Linked DNA regions of Sus scrofa: region 2 is linked to region 1. A link is a contact called in public HiChIP or PLAC-seq data. All regions are on one chromosome and are shown on one strand. Each heading gives the region's core, a stretch centred on a gene start, on an enhancer-like site or on the middle of the called end of the contact. The rest is flanking DNA. Distances are from core to core; before and after follow the strand shown.

Evidence for each region. HiChIP or PLAC-seq counts read pairs in DNA pulled down with a chosen protein or histone mark.
Region 2: a contact with region 1 is called in an H3K27ac HiChIP or PLAC-seq map of skeletal muscle. The contact joins the promoter of ASIC4 here to the enhancer-like site in region 1. A contact is called at or near these places in 16 of 47 Hi-C or Micro-C datasets (adipose tissue, alveolar macrophages, blood and 10 more) and 2 of 2 datasets of contacts at active chromatin or transcription factors (alveolar macrophages and skeletal muscle).

Annotation. Positions count from the first base shown.
Region 1 is chr15:121,464,934-121,471,117 of Sscrofa11.1, reverse strand. It overlaps SPEG (striated muscle preferentially expressed protein kinase), which reads right to left. Exons shown (of 45, transcript XM_021074879.1): 7 at 180-355. Among named protein-coding and RNA genes, the nearest start is that of SPEG, 24 kb to the right of the region's middle. Within about 2 kb of position 2,392, at least 20 of the 83 cell types and tissues checked have an H3K27ac peak or open chromatin away from gene starts, as enhancers often do. A contact at or near this core is called in skeletal muscle, where this site is marked.
Region 2 is chr15:121,518,031-121,523,631 of Sscrofa11.1, reverse strand. It overlaps ASIC4 (acid-sensing ion channel 4), which reads right to left and starts at 3,629. Exons shown (of 14, transcript XM_021076308.1): 1 at 1,020-3,629; 2 at 932-1,018; 3 at 732-929; 4 at 624-729; 5 at 110-621. The coding sequence starts at 1,385.

The DNA of each region.
Region 1 (6,184 bases), core at 1,143-3,642:
GGGGGACCCCAAAGTGTCAGGGGAGACAGGGCCCAGCTTTGGCTCCTGGGGGCTGGGAGTTGGGGGTGGATCTGGGACCAAGGCCTCTTCCACACCAGTCTGACGGAGACCTGGGGTGGCCCCAAGAACATGGGGAAATGGGCCCTCAGGGGGCTGAGGGCTGGCCTCAGGGGGCTGACCTTGAAGGTGGGGGGCGCTTTGGAGCCAGTGTCAGAGGAACGGCGGTTCGGGTCAGGACTGAGCTTCATGGTGGTGGCTCGTGGCCAGGTCTCCCCAGGCTCCGGGAACTCCTCTGGGGGGCTCAGGTACTCCTCGTCAGAGGTGATGGGGCTGCTGAAAGGGGATGTGGACCCTCCTGGAGAGAAGACAGAAAGGAGACAGTGGTACAGAGAGAGATGCCAGAGGAGAATGGGGGGCAGAAAGACTGAGGTCAAGGTCCTGATAAGGTCTGCAATGTCAACAGAGGCCAGGAGCTGAATCAGCTCCCATAGGCCAGCCCTGTCCTACTTCATTTCCCGGGGCTCCCATTCACTTGTCGTGTGACCCTCCCCAGGTGTTCTTGTCCTAGAGCCCCTGGAGTCACAGACTCCCAACCCTGACCCTACAGCTCCTTCTCAGTGGGGGAATCAAGGGACTGGCCTGAGACAAAGGAGTCAAGCAGCAGAGGGGCCACTCCTGGGCCTTGTGGGAGTCCTGGAATGCCACTGGAGCAGGAAACCCACATTCCTGGCACAGAACGCCAGGCTCCCAATAAAGGTGCTTTACGCCTCTGGACCCCAGAGTGTGGCGCAACGAGGACACCCATTTCATGGGTGAGCTGAGCCTGGTGTAGAGGAACACACACCTCAGACAAGCCCCATCCTGACCTCAGTGCCAGGGCCAATGAGGCGGCACTGTCCAGCCAGCCCTCCCCCGCCTTCTCAGCTTCCCGCCCCAGATACCCCAGGGGCACCTGTTGGCCCCAGTCCTACAGCACAGACCACCCTCCCCCAAAACTCTCAGGGGCTGGAAAAGCAGAGTTTGAGTCATCCACAGAGAAGGGCAGCTCGGCCTGGGGAAGAGGAGGGGGCACCGGCGTTGCTTTGGGGGAGGGGTGTCCCCAGGGCCCTGAGGCCCTCCCCTGCAACTGGCCAGGGGCCCAGCCTCACTGAGCTGGCTCCTATCCGACTGCCAAATACAGACATGAGCCTGCCACAGCCCCCTGGCCCCTCCTCCTGGTCCCCCACCCCAAGCCCCTTTGGCCCTGTACCCCGGCTGGGCTGCCCCCCAACTCACCCCGAGACTCTGCACGCAGACCCCGGCCTGCACTTGTCCTGAAGAATCTGTCCTGGCACCGGGCCCTCCTGCCGCCTGCCCACTGCCCACCCCGCCCGGCTCCCCAGGGAGCAGGAGCCCAGCCTGCCCAGCCCCACTTACTCTGCTGACCCTGCCGAGGCGCTGCACGAGGTCCTGGGGGAGGGGAGGGAGCCTGAGGAGGGGGAGGGAGGGGGTGGGGGCTGGCCAGGCCTGGACCGGCTGGGTGGCAGGCAGGCAGCTGGCTGGGGAGGTGGTTCCTGCGGAGACCACAAGCCGCCTGGGCCCTGGAGTGAAGGGGAGGAGAGGGGAGGGGCAGAGCGCGCCGCGCGCCGGCTGGATTTAGCCACCCTGCTCATTCCCAAACCGCGGGATCTGCCTTTTCTCTCCTTACAGCTTCTGGACCCTGACAAATGCAAAGCCACCTCAACGGCGCCTCGACTCAAAGGGCGGGGGCCTCGGTGCCCAGGGGAAGATGGGGATGGCATTGCACTGCAGCAGCCAAGATGCCTGTGCTGCCCCATTTGTTTCGGCATGTCCAGCAGAGGAGGTACGATGGCAAACAGCCCCCATGATGCCCCTTTCCCTGAACAAACAGCCAAGATCCCTGACGCTGGAATCCACTGACAAGCCTCAAATACTACAGAGTCAGGCCGCACCCAGTCTTCCCTTGTGCTGCGAATCAGTTGTCAGGACCTTTGGCCTCCTTCGCAGAGATGCCCGCTCAACTTGCAGGGCCCAGAATCCCCCCTCCACCTTCCTGTTCCTGCCATGGCAGGTCTGGCCTCGCAGCCACGTGGGGAACCGGACCTGCACCCAACCCCTCTCTTACAGGCTCTGTTGGCAATGGTCCCTCACCCTGTCAGCGCCACCAGGGCCAACAGTCAGGAGGACAGAGGCTGTCCACCCCCCACACTCTGACCCCTCACAACCAGCACCCATCTGGACTGGGTGGGGAAGGCGCCGGGAGACAGCAGCAGAGCTGCAGAGCTGTTGAGGAGAGGTCACATGGCCTTCTCCCACCTTCTATCACGCCCGCCTGGGGCCACATTCCCAAGCAGTGACCTGTGTTCCTCAGCATGGCCAGTGAAGGAGGAAGGTCCACCATTCAGACTGGCTTGAGGTGGGGGTGGAGAGGGAAGTCAGGATGGCACATGGCAAGCACCTGCTCGGGGTCTGGCCACTAGCCGATGCTGAGATCACCGGCATGGCCCCTGGAGGCAAATGTGCCCTCCCCGCTGTGGAGTGTGGTGACGTCTGGGGTCACCTCCAGGTTGGATGGACAATGCTGAGGCAGCGCAAGGGCCCAGGGAGGGCCTGCAGAGATTAAAGCTGGAAGGGCGGAGTTTGCAGGGAGACTGAGACCCCTGGTGGTGGCTGGGGGAATAGCACCCTAGGGACACCCTGTGACAAAGGGATTTGGAGGTTCCTTAGGTTCCTTAGAGAGGGGGGCTGACAGAGCAGCCCAGGAAGAACACTCAGGACTAGGTCTTTTCAAAACAAGGCAGCGGCCCCTCACCCCTGTGTACCCCCAGAACTGCATGGCCAAGGAGGCTGATCAATGATCTGTCACCAGCTGTGGTCTTTGAACCACCAGCATCAGGGCCGCTTGGGAGACTGTTTAAACTATAAATTTCTGAGAGTTCCCACTGTGGTGCAGTGGGTTAAGAATCTGAATGCAGCGGCTCAGATCCCTGCGGAGGTGCCGGTTTGATCCCTGGCCTGGTGCAGCGGGTTAAAGGATTGGGCATTACCACAGCTGAGGTGTAGGTCACAGCTGCGGACTGGATTCAATCCCTGGCGGCCATAAAAAAAAAAAAAAAAAAAAAAAGTGTCTGGGCCTTACTCACACCTGAAGAATTAGATTTCTTGAAACAGGGGTTAGGAAACTGCTTTGTTAGAATGCGTTCCCCAACAGGTGATTTTTTTTTTTTTTTTTTTAGGGCCACGCCTGTGGCACGCCTGAGGTTCCCAGGTTAGGGGTCAAATTGGAGCTGCAGCTGCTGGCCTACACCACAGCCACAGCAATGCCAGATCCAAGCCACATCTTCGACCTATGCCCCCTTGCCACAATGCCGGAACCTTAGCCCGAGACCAGGGATGGAACCTGCATCCTCATGGATGCTAGTTGGGTTCTTAATGGGAACTTCCCATGGCGATTCTTACACACGCAAAGGTTTGGTGGCAAGAGGTGGTATCACCAAGTTCCATCTCACTTGACCACCAAACTTCGAGGCCGGGCTCTGAACCGTGGAGGTCTGGCTCCACAGCCCACGTGCTTCCCACTGCACCACCTGGCCTCCCACCTGGCACAAGGTCCCTGCCTCAGGGCAGGGCTTCTCAGAGTCCACCCTGCACCAGAATCACGTGGAGGGCCCCTTAAACCACAGCTCACTGGGCCCCACCCCCAGGTTTCTGATCCAGTAGGTCTGGCTGGGGCTGATGTCACACATCTCTAACGCATTCCCAAGGTGATGGCAATGCTGGTCTGGGGACCACAAGCTGAGGGCCATGGCTCTATGGTCCCCCGGCCGTCCCAACCTCCACTCTCAGGCAGATCTTCACCACCCTTTGCAAATGCACGTCCGCTCAGCCTCTGCACGTGACCTAGGCTGTTCAGGGGCTTGGAAGGTCTCTCCCCCACTGCCACCTCACACACAGTCCTTGCAGTCCCACTCAGCCCCCGACTGTCTGGGAGGGCCTCCAGGTATGGCTGGGAGGCCTGAGAGTGGCAAAGGCACGGTGGTGTCCTCAGGAACCTACCGGATGGTTGGGCTGACAAGCCAAATACACACACACGACTGTATCAGCAAGCAAGAAGAGGGTGGCAAGAGAGGGGCAGATAAGAGCCACACGAGTACAGAGAGCAGGACACTGCTTTGGGCACAGGGAAGAAGAGACCACAGAGGAAAGGGTGGTATTAGAATTAAGAGCTTGGTTTAAGCAGGAAGAAGTGTTCCCGGCAGAGGAAACCACTTGAGCAAATGCTCCAAGGCAGAAGGTGTGTGAAGAGAGCTATAGCTCAACCTTCGGGCTCAGAACTGGGGAAAGAAGAAAAAAGTGGGACGTGACAGGGTCGGAGCAGGTGCCTCCGGCCACCCTGGGTCATCCACAGGTCCAGGTGGTCGAGGCCGGCCCCAGGAGCGTGGCCTTCACTCGGAAGGCCCAGGGGAGCTCCGTGGGGTTTCTGAGGAAGGCGGTCACAGCCCGTTCTCCACATGCGCTGTCCCAGGAGGTCCCCTAGAGGCCATTTCTCTAAACGCCTGCTATGCAAATGACGGATGGAGGGCACAGGCAGGCCTGCAGCTGGGAATTTCTGCAGGTGCTGCCATTTCTCTCTGCCCTTGGAAGAGGAGAAGGGTCATGCTGAGAATGTTTCCCTTTAGGCTTAAAACGGACGAAGAAGAAGAGAGAACGTCACACACACGGTCAGCCTGAACCTGGAAGAGGCTCATTCCCTGTGTGTGTTACTTGGGGCTGCTCCACGTTTGGATACAGTGGCACCCACGACAGATTAGGTCCCCATTCTTCTGATGACTTACGTGGTGACCCCCACTCTGAGGTGGCAGCCTTGGCGGGGAGCACCAATTGGGGCTGACCTGCTTCTAGTAGACAGGAGCAGGGAGGGAGGCTGAGTCGGGTCGAGGGACCACATTACTTTCTTAGATGCTGTCCAAATGCCGGTCAGGGATGGAGAACAGGGCAGAGTGACATTTTGAGATCCCCTCCATGGGCAGCCACCGCCCTCCCAAGGGACACTCTGTAATTCTGCAGCAGCCGCCAAGACCGGTGCCAGAAGCAGAGGGGGGACAGGTGCTGATGCCGTGATTTTTTTTCCCCTTTTTTTTTTTTTTTTTTTTAATATTCATGACCCCTAATAAACCACCTCTTCTCTGAGATGGTGGTGTTGGTAGGACCAGAATGAGCTTTGATAAGCCATAGTCTCTGGCCCAAATGTCCTTAGCTAAATCACCAGCCCCACAGGGCCTCACAAATCTTATCAAGGATGTCGCACAGGAGTTATCACGACCCTGGCTTTGTAGATGAGAACACAGTGACCAGCTCAGGGGAAGTTTCTAGCTAGCAGATGCTAGAAACTTGGTCTCAGATAATAGGAGACCTGTGCTCGAGGGGAGGCTTGAAGGCAGCAGGACGGAGGTCCAGTGGGTGACCCCCCCTCACCCCCAACAATCACCTTCCTCCTGAGCAGAGCCTGAGAGGGGAGGGGAGCTGAGCACGAGCACAGCAGACACGCAGGGCAACAAAGCAGCGCCACAGCCACGGCAGAGGTGGGGCGTCAAGAGAGGAAGGAGAGAACCCCCTCCCTCGCCAGGCTGACCCACCACACTGGGCAGCGACGGTCTCCGCCCCCACCCCGCATCCCAGCTCCAGAAGCTCTTGAGCACAATCCTCCCTGAACCTGGACCCCCTTCAGAGGAGCAGGAAAAGGGCCGGCACAGCACAGCGTAGGCTTGAGAGACCCAGCATAGGCTTGGGAGACCCAGCGACAGGGCTCAAACCATGATCCCAGGGGCCCCCACTCCTAGAGCGGAGCCCCCCAACAGGGTAGCCTCTAGCTGCCTGAGACTAAGTGCGCATGAACGAAAATGAACTAAAATGAAAACGTCAGCTCGGCGGTCACACGAGTCACATTTCATGTGCTTAACAGCCACGTGCGGCTCGTGGCTACCCTATGAGACGGTGCCCATGAGAATGTTTCTGCCATCACAGGAAGTTCTATTGGTCAGTGATGCTCTAGAGAAACTTGCTAAAGCTTTCCAAGTCTCAGGTTCCTCATGTGTAACGTGGGTATGATAAGGCAACCTACCTCCCAGGGCAGGCTTAACCGCGATAACCCAGTCAGCACAGGGCCTGGGACACACGGAGCGAG
Region 2 (5,601 bases), core at 2,380-4,879, 51 kb before region 1:
CTGGTGGCGGAAGGAAGGGAAGCCCCGTGGAGGATGCCCCGTGCACCACCATCACCCTCCGCCAGCCTCTAGCCACCCCAGGCCGCGCAGGCCGGCCGGCAGGACTCACCACCGAGAAGTTGCTGGCGGAGCAGTGGTGCCCACTGAAGTTGCAGCTCTTAAGCATGTCGGCGAGCTGGTGGCCGGTGCGGTTGAGGATGTCTACCATGTCGGGCTCCGGGTAGCGCAGGCCAGCGGCACGGTGCCCGTCCCGGTCTTTGGGGGGCAGCCCGGTCAGATTGGCCAAGTGGAAGATGTCGGCGTCGCTGAGTGCCGAGTGCCGGAACCGGTTGATGTTGCAGAGGGTGACGGCCGGGAAGCCCGCCACCGGGGCTGGGGCAGCAGGGTCCATGACCACCAGGTGAGGCCGTGTCAGGTAGCCCCGGGCCAGGCTGGCCGCCTGGTACAGAAAGGCAGCCAGCGAGGTGAGTAGAGCAAGTGCCCACAGGGTTCTGCGCAGTCCATGGGGGCCTGGGCCACAGGCCCGGCCCAGCCCGTGCAGAGTGCTGGTGCTGGCAAAGGTGGCCAGGTCCCGGGGGGCTGCGGGCCCCCGCGCAGCCCCCAGGAGGCTCTGCTCATCCCTGCCTCCTTCTCCTTGGGTTTCGCATCCTCCTCTGCAAATTTGATTTTGCACACAATCTCGATCGGCATCTGTCCCCGGCTGCTGGGACTGGCCGGAGCCTCCTTGCCCCCGTCCCTCCCTGGCCAGTAGCCCCTGATGCCCTCCGGAGTGGCGGCGGTGGCAGCGGCTGCTCTTCTAAACTCAGGGCAAGCAGCAGGAGGATGGGGACAGGGTGGGGGCCCGAGGTGGGGGAGTCACTCCCACTCCCAGCAGCTCCGCAGCCCTGGTGCTGCCTCTGCCGCTGCTGCCTCTGCTGCCGCTTGTCTTGTCTCTCTCCTCGATCGTCTCCTTGTGGCTTCCCTTATCAGCACCAGCACAGCTGTCAGCCCCTGCGTGTGTCCCTGCGAGCGAGCGAGCGAGTGAGCGAGGGAGCGAGCGCTGCTCCGCCACGCCGCGCAGCCCCAGCCGCTCCGCTCAGCATGTGCTCCGGAGCCCACCCCATGCTTAATAATTCAGGACATGTCAACAGCGTTTCACCGGCAGCATGGGCGGCAGGAGCCAGGCCAAGGGGAGGGGGCAGCCCCCAGCCTAGGACAGGGATCCCCTGTCCCTGCCCAGACCTCGTCGGGCCGCCCCCCAAACTCTTGCTATACCCCAGTTGCTCGTGGGGTTCCCCACCCGTCCCCACTCCCAGGCCACGCAGGGAAGAGGGCTGCACCCAGCGTTCTCGGCTCGTTCTGCCACTTTTCTGGACCACGCCCCAGGAGGGGTCAGCCAGCTCCATCTCCCACCTCCTGGTCTCCCGGATTCCTGGATTCCTGACTCGAGCCCAGCCACCACCTGACCCCACTACCCCAGTCACGGCTGCTTCCAGAAACTCCTTGGGAGAGCCACTTGTTTGAATGAGGGAGGGGAGGGGAGGACAGAGGAGGGCAGGCAGGACAGGCAAGGGGACAATGGTGGCTCCACTGAAATACTTGGCTCCCCTAGAGCTTTGCTCCCGACTTAATACCCATCAGACCCCTACCCCCTCTGGCCTCGCCCTCTCCCCACTTCACCCCCAGCCCCAGACTCAGTCTCTCATTTGTCTGGAACAGAGAGCACCCCTGCTGACTCACACATCTGCGGCCACTTTGCCCTCCCCGATGTTTCCTAAATCCGAGGCCAGGCCAGGTTATGGGGGGGTGGGGTGGGGGAGGGTGGGTGGACAGCCCGGGAGCAGAGAGCAGGGATGATGGAGGTGAGAAAGCCCAGACAGGGTATTGGAGGAGTAGAGATGTGTTGGCTTTGAACAGGAGGGAATGCAACCCTAAAGAAACAAGCAGGGGGTGCCTGGCAGAGACGGGCAGGGGAGCCCTGGGTGGCTGCTGGCTTGCAGAGGAGACGCGGGCATGTGGACTGTTGTCACAGGCTGTGGTGGGGCCCCTGGTGGCCAGCTGGGAGATGATGCCTGGGTGCCCCCGGGTTGGGGGTGGTCGCAGTGAGCAGCTAGTGCTCTGGGGGTGGGGGAGGCGTGTGAGTGCTTGAGCCCTCTCAGGAGAGGAAGCACTTGTCCCCTAGAGGAAAGGGGGGGCTGATTAATCGGGGCGCTAATGAGCAGCAGGGAGAGGAAGCTCAGAGGGGCGGGGGAGGCGGCTCCATCGATCCGAGCCGCGGAACCAGCAGCTGAAAAAAAAGTGAGAAGGGAATCGATCTGAGGGAAACGGCAGCTGCTGGGGATTAGAGCCCGAGGTCCACCCGCTGCCCAGCGGCCACCCCTCCCCTGCGGCAGCCCTGCCCTGCCAGTCGCAGCCCCTGCCTGGCCTGGGGTTGGCTCCCCTGGGGGGCAGGGGACCACGCTGTTCGCCCTTGGTTGCAAGGCCAGGTCAGGCCCCGTCCTTCACAAGTCATCCCAGCATGGAGCCCACCCACACACAGCACCCCAACCCCAGGCCTGGTTGGCATCCAGGGTGGGGGTTGTCCCCAGCCTCTCTTTTCAAAGTAGCTTCCTTGGCTGGGCTTCCCCCAAAGCCAGCCCCCCAGACTGTGGAGATAAGACCCCTGGGGTCAGGGGCTGCAGCTGGCGGTGTCCCAGAGGAGAAAGGGGTTGGCACTGAGAGCAGCTGCTGAGTTTGCAGTTGGGAGTCTCCACATGACCCCAGACAGTCCCCATCTCGCTGCCTCCTACCCAGGCAGCCCCCCCATGTTTCCCCCCTCCCTGCTAGACCACCAGACCCTTCCAGCGCTTCCTTCCCCACCTCCTTACCTCCCCAGCCTCTCTCTTCCCCTTTCTCCTGTTATTGATTTTTCTTTACTGGGTTTTTTTAAAAGGTGATTTAATTGCTTTTTTAAGGTTACTTCAGTCTGGGACTCTGCCAAGGAAGCGGGGAGCCGCCCCCTAAGCTCTCCCTAGCACTGGTTGCTGCTCAGGACTCTGTGTGTCCCTAGATTGTCCTGCCATCCAGTGAGATCACCAGGTCATACTCCCCAACCTGACCTCCATCATGAGCCCAAAGCACACCCTCCTCCCTCCCGAGGGCATGTCAGGGAGCCTTCAGCCTCTAGAAGGAATGGGAGCTGTAATCCAGCATGGGAGCTGGGGAGAGCTGGGGAGCCGGTGGCGAGGGGAGTTCCAGGCCACTGGGAAGTGGAACAGCAGTTAGCTGCATGCACCGCCCCCCACTGCCCCACAGCCAGCTGCTTCCAATTGTCCCCATCATACAGTCTCCCAGACTCCAGCGGGAGTCCCCCACCAACCAACCACAAGTCCTTTGAGTCCATCCCTTGCCCCCCGCCCCCGACTCCTCCAGGCCTCTTCTGTGTTCGTGCACCCCCCCTCCCATCCCTTTACACCCCCTTCCCCTCTGGCCCCCGTCCTTTCTCCCCGCCCTCTCCGCGCTTCCCTGCCTGCCTCCCTCTCTGCCCGGCTGCAGTTGGGTGATAATCTCCCTCATTTAGCCTCCCGGCTGCTTCCCCGGCTCATTGCCCAGCTGGTCCCTGGGGCCCAGCCCAGCTTCTTCCCCACCCCCACCCCCAGCCCTGCGCCCCAGCTCCCCCAGCTCTTCCCCGCTCCCCCACCCACTCCCAAGGGACCAGCTGCCCCCTGCAGTGAGCATCAGGGCCAAGTGTGGCTGGCGAGGACCCGAGTGGGGTGTGAGCAAAGGAGGAGGGGCTGCCAAGGACTCCGGGGGTGGGAATCAGGGTGCAGGCTCGGTGGTGGTGGGGGGAACCCTCTGTCCTCCAGTTGTCCACATTCCCCAGGTTTGTTACCAGTCCAGTCCTTCACCCCCCAGGGGGCAGAACCAGCTCCCTGACAGCAAAAATGGTGGACAGACTGAGAAGTAGAGATTCAGTGGCATCTGTAGAGCCGATAGGGCAGGGCAGGGGGAATGGGGGAGGGCAGAGGGGAGGAAGGGCAGGAGCACCTGGCAGGGGGCATGGAGGTTTTATTTGCACAAATTGCTCCAATAGGTAGTTTCGGAGACCGCCTGGAATCCAGCTGGGGGGTGGGGGGAGCGGTTCAAAGGAGCCTCCAAGGCCAATCCAGCACCCAAGCTCTTGGGTTACCTCTTTGCCGGGCAGGGACCCCCAAGCTGAGCAGCATTTGCCCCTTCCCAGCTTTTGTGAGACTCAGACTTCTTGCCTGGGTGGCCCCATTTGTCAGTGACGCGACCCACCCCCCATCTCTTAGATAGCATTTTCCTAGGGAGAGTCCCCAGCCGCCCCTGTTCCCAGAGTACACCCCCTGGCCACCCGCCCCAGCCCAGACACCTGTCCCAGGCCTGGCTCTGGTGCGGAACAAGGCGTGAGCCAGTGTGGGACAGAAGTGGGTGGAAGGGACACGGATGGGGGGGCGGAGGCCGGGACTGGGCCAGGCCAGGCTGGTGAGCGAGCAGCGGTGACAAACGGGCTGTGCGGGGGCCGAGGGGCGGGGGGCGGACGGCGGCTGATTTATCTGGGTTATTTATGCCGCGGACGAGGCAGGAGAAGCGGTTAATGAGAGTCCCAGGGAAGGGGGTGGGGAGGCCTGGACGTGATCTGAGGCAACTGAAGAGGGTTAGCGTCCTGCCGCCAGGCCCTGCCCCCACCGCCCGCCCACACTCTGCGCCCCCAGCCCGGTCCTGGGGCGGGGCCAGCACAGCCCTGACCCCTTTCCTGTGGCTGGTACTCACGACCCTGCGTCTCGTTTCAGGGATGCCCAAGCCGAGGCGGTGGGTCACTAATATTGAAGGGGACCAGGTCCAAGATCGAGGGGCAGCTGGAGACACTGGGGAGGGAGGCTGTGAAAGGGAGAAAGGGGAAGGAAGGAAGATGAAAAATCTCAGCTGGTCAGAAGTGGGACCAAGTCTGTGGGGCTGTGGGGGAGGGTTGGGATGGGAAGAGGCCAATGTGGACGTGGTGGGCAGGTGGCCACATCGGGGCTGAGGCTGGAGAGGGCAAAGGGCATTGGGGTACAGATCCGGTGTCAGCCAGGAGTCATCACGGGGGCCTGAGAGGCAGAGATGGGGGGGTGCTGGTCGGAGCGAAGAGAGAGCTGGGGGGAGGAGGGGGGAAGAAGATCCAGGGAAGGAGGGGGAGAGGGCTTTGCAGCAGCAAAAGCTGCTGGGAGCAGATAAGGCGGCACAGCAGCAGGAGGGATTAAAGCTCCGAGGGGCAGGGGCGGGGGAGGCAGGGACATGGGGTGGGGGGAGGCAGGGAGGCGAGGGTTGAGGGCAAGATACCCAGCCAAGGAGGGGGGGGCAGGATTTAATCAGAGGCCAATGGTGGTCGTCGCCTGGGAAAGAGGGGGGAGAGAAGGGATTCCTGACCATCTCTGCCGAGGAAGGGGACTTTTCTGCCACTGACGGAGCCCCGTACCAGTCCGGGTAGCAGAGCTAAGTGGAGGGGTGCCTTGCCGAGGGAGGGCACAGGTGGATTGCTGCGGGATGGAGGGGAGTGGCAGGGGCCGGCCCTGGAAGCCGCTGAGCTCTGTCTAGAACTTGGACGTGCGGGACACGCAGTGCCTCCTCGAGAGTGTCATG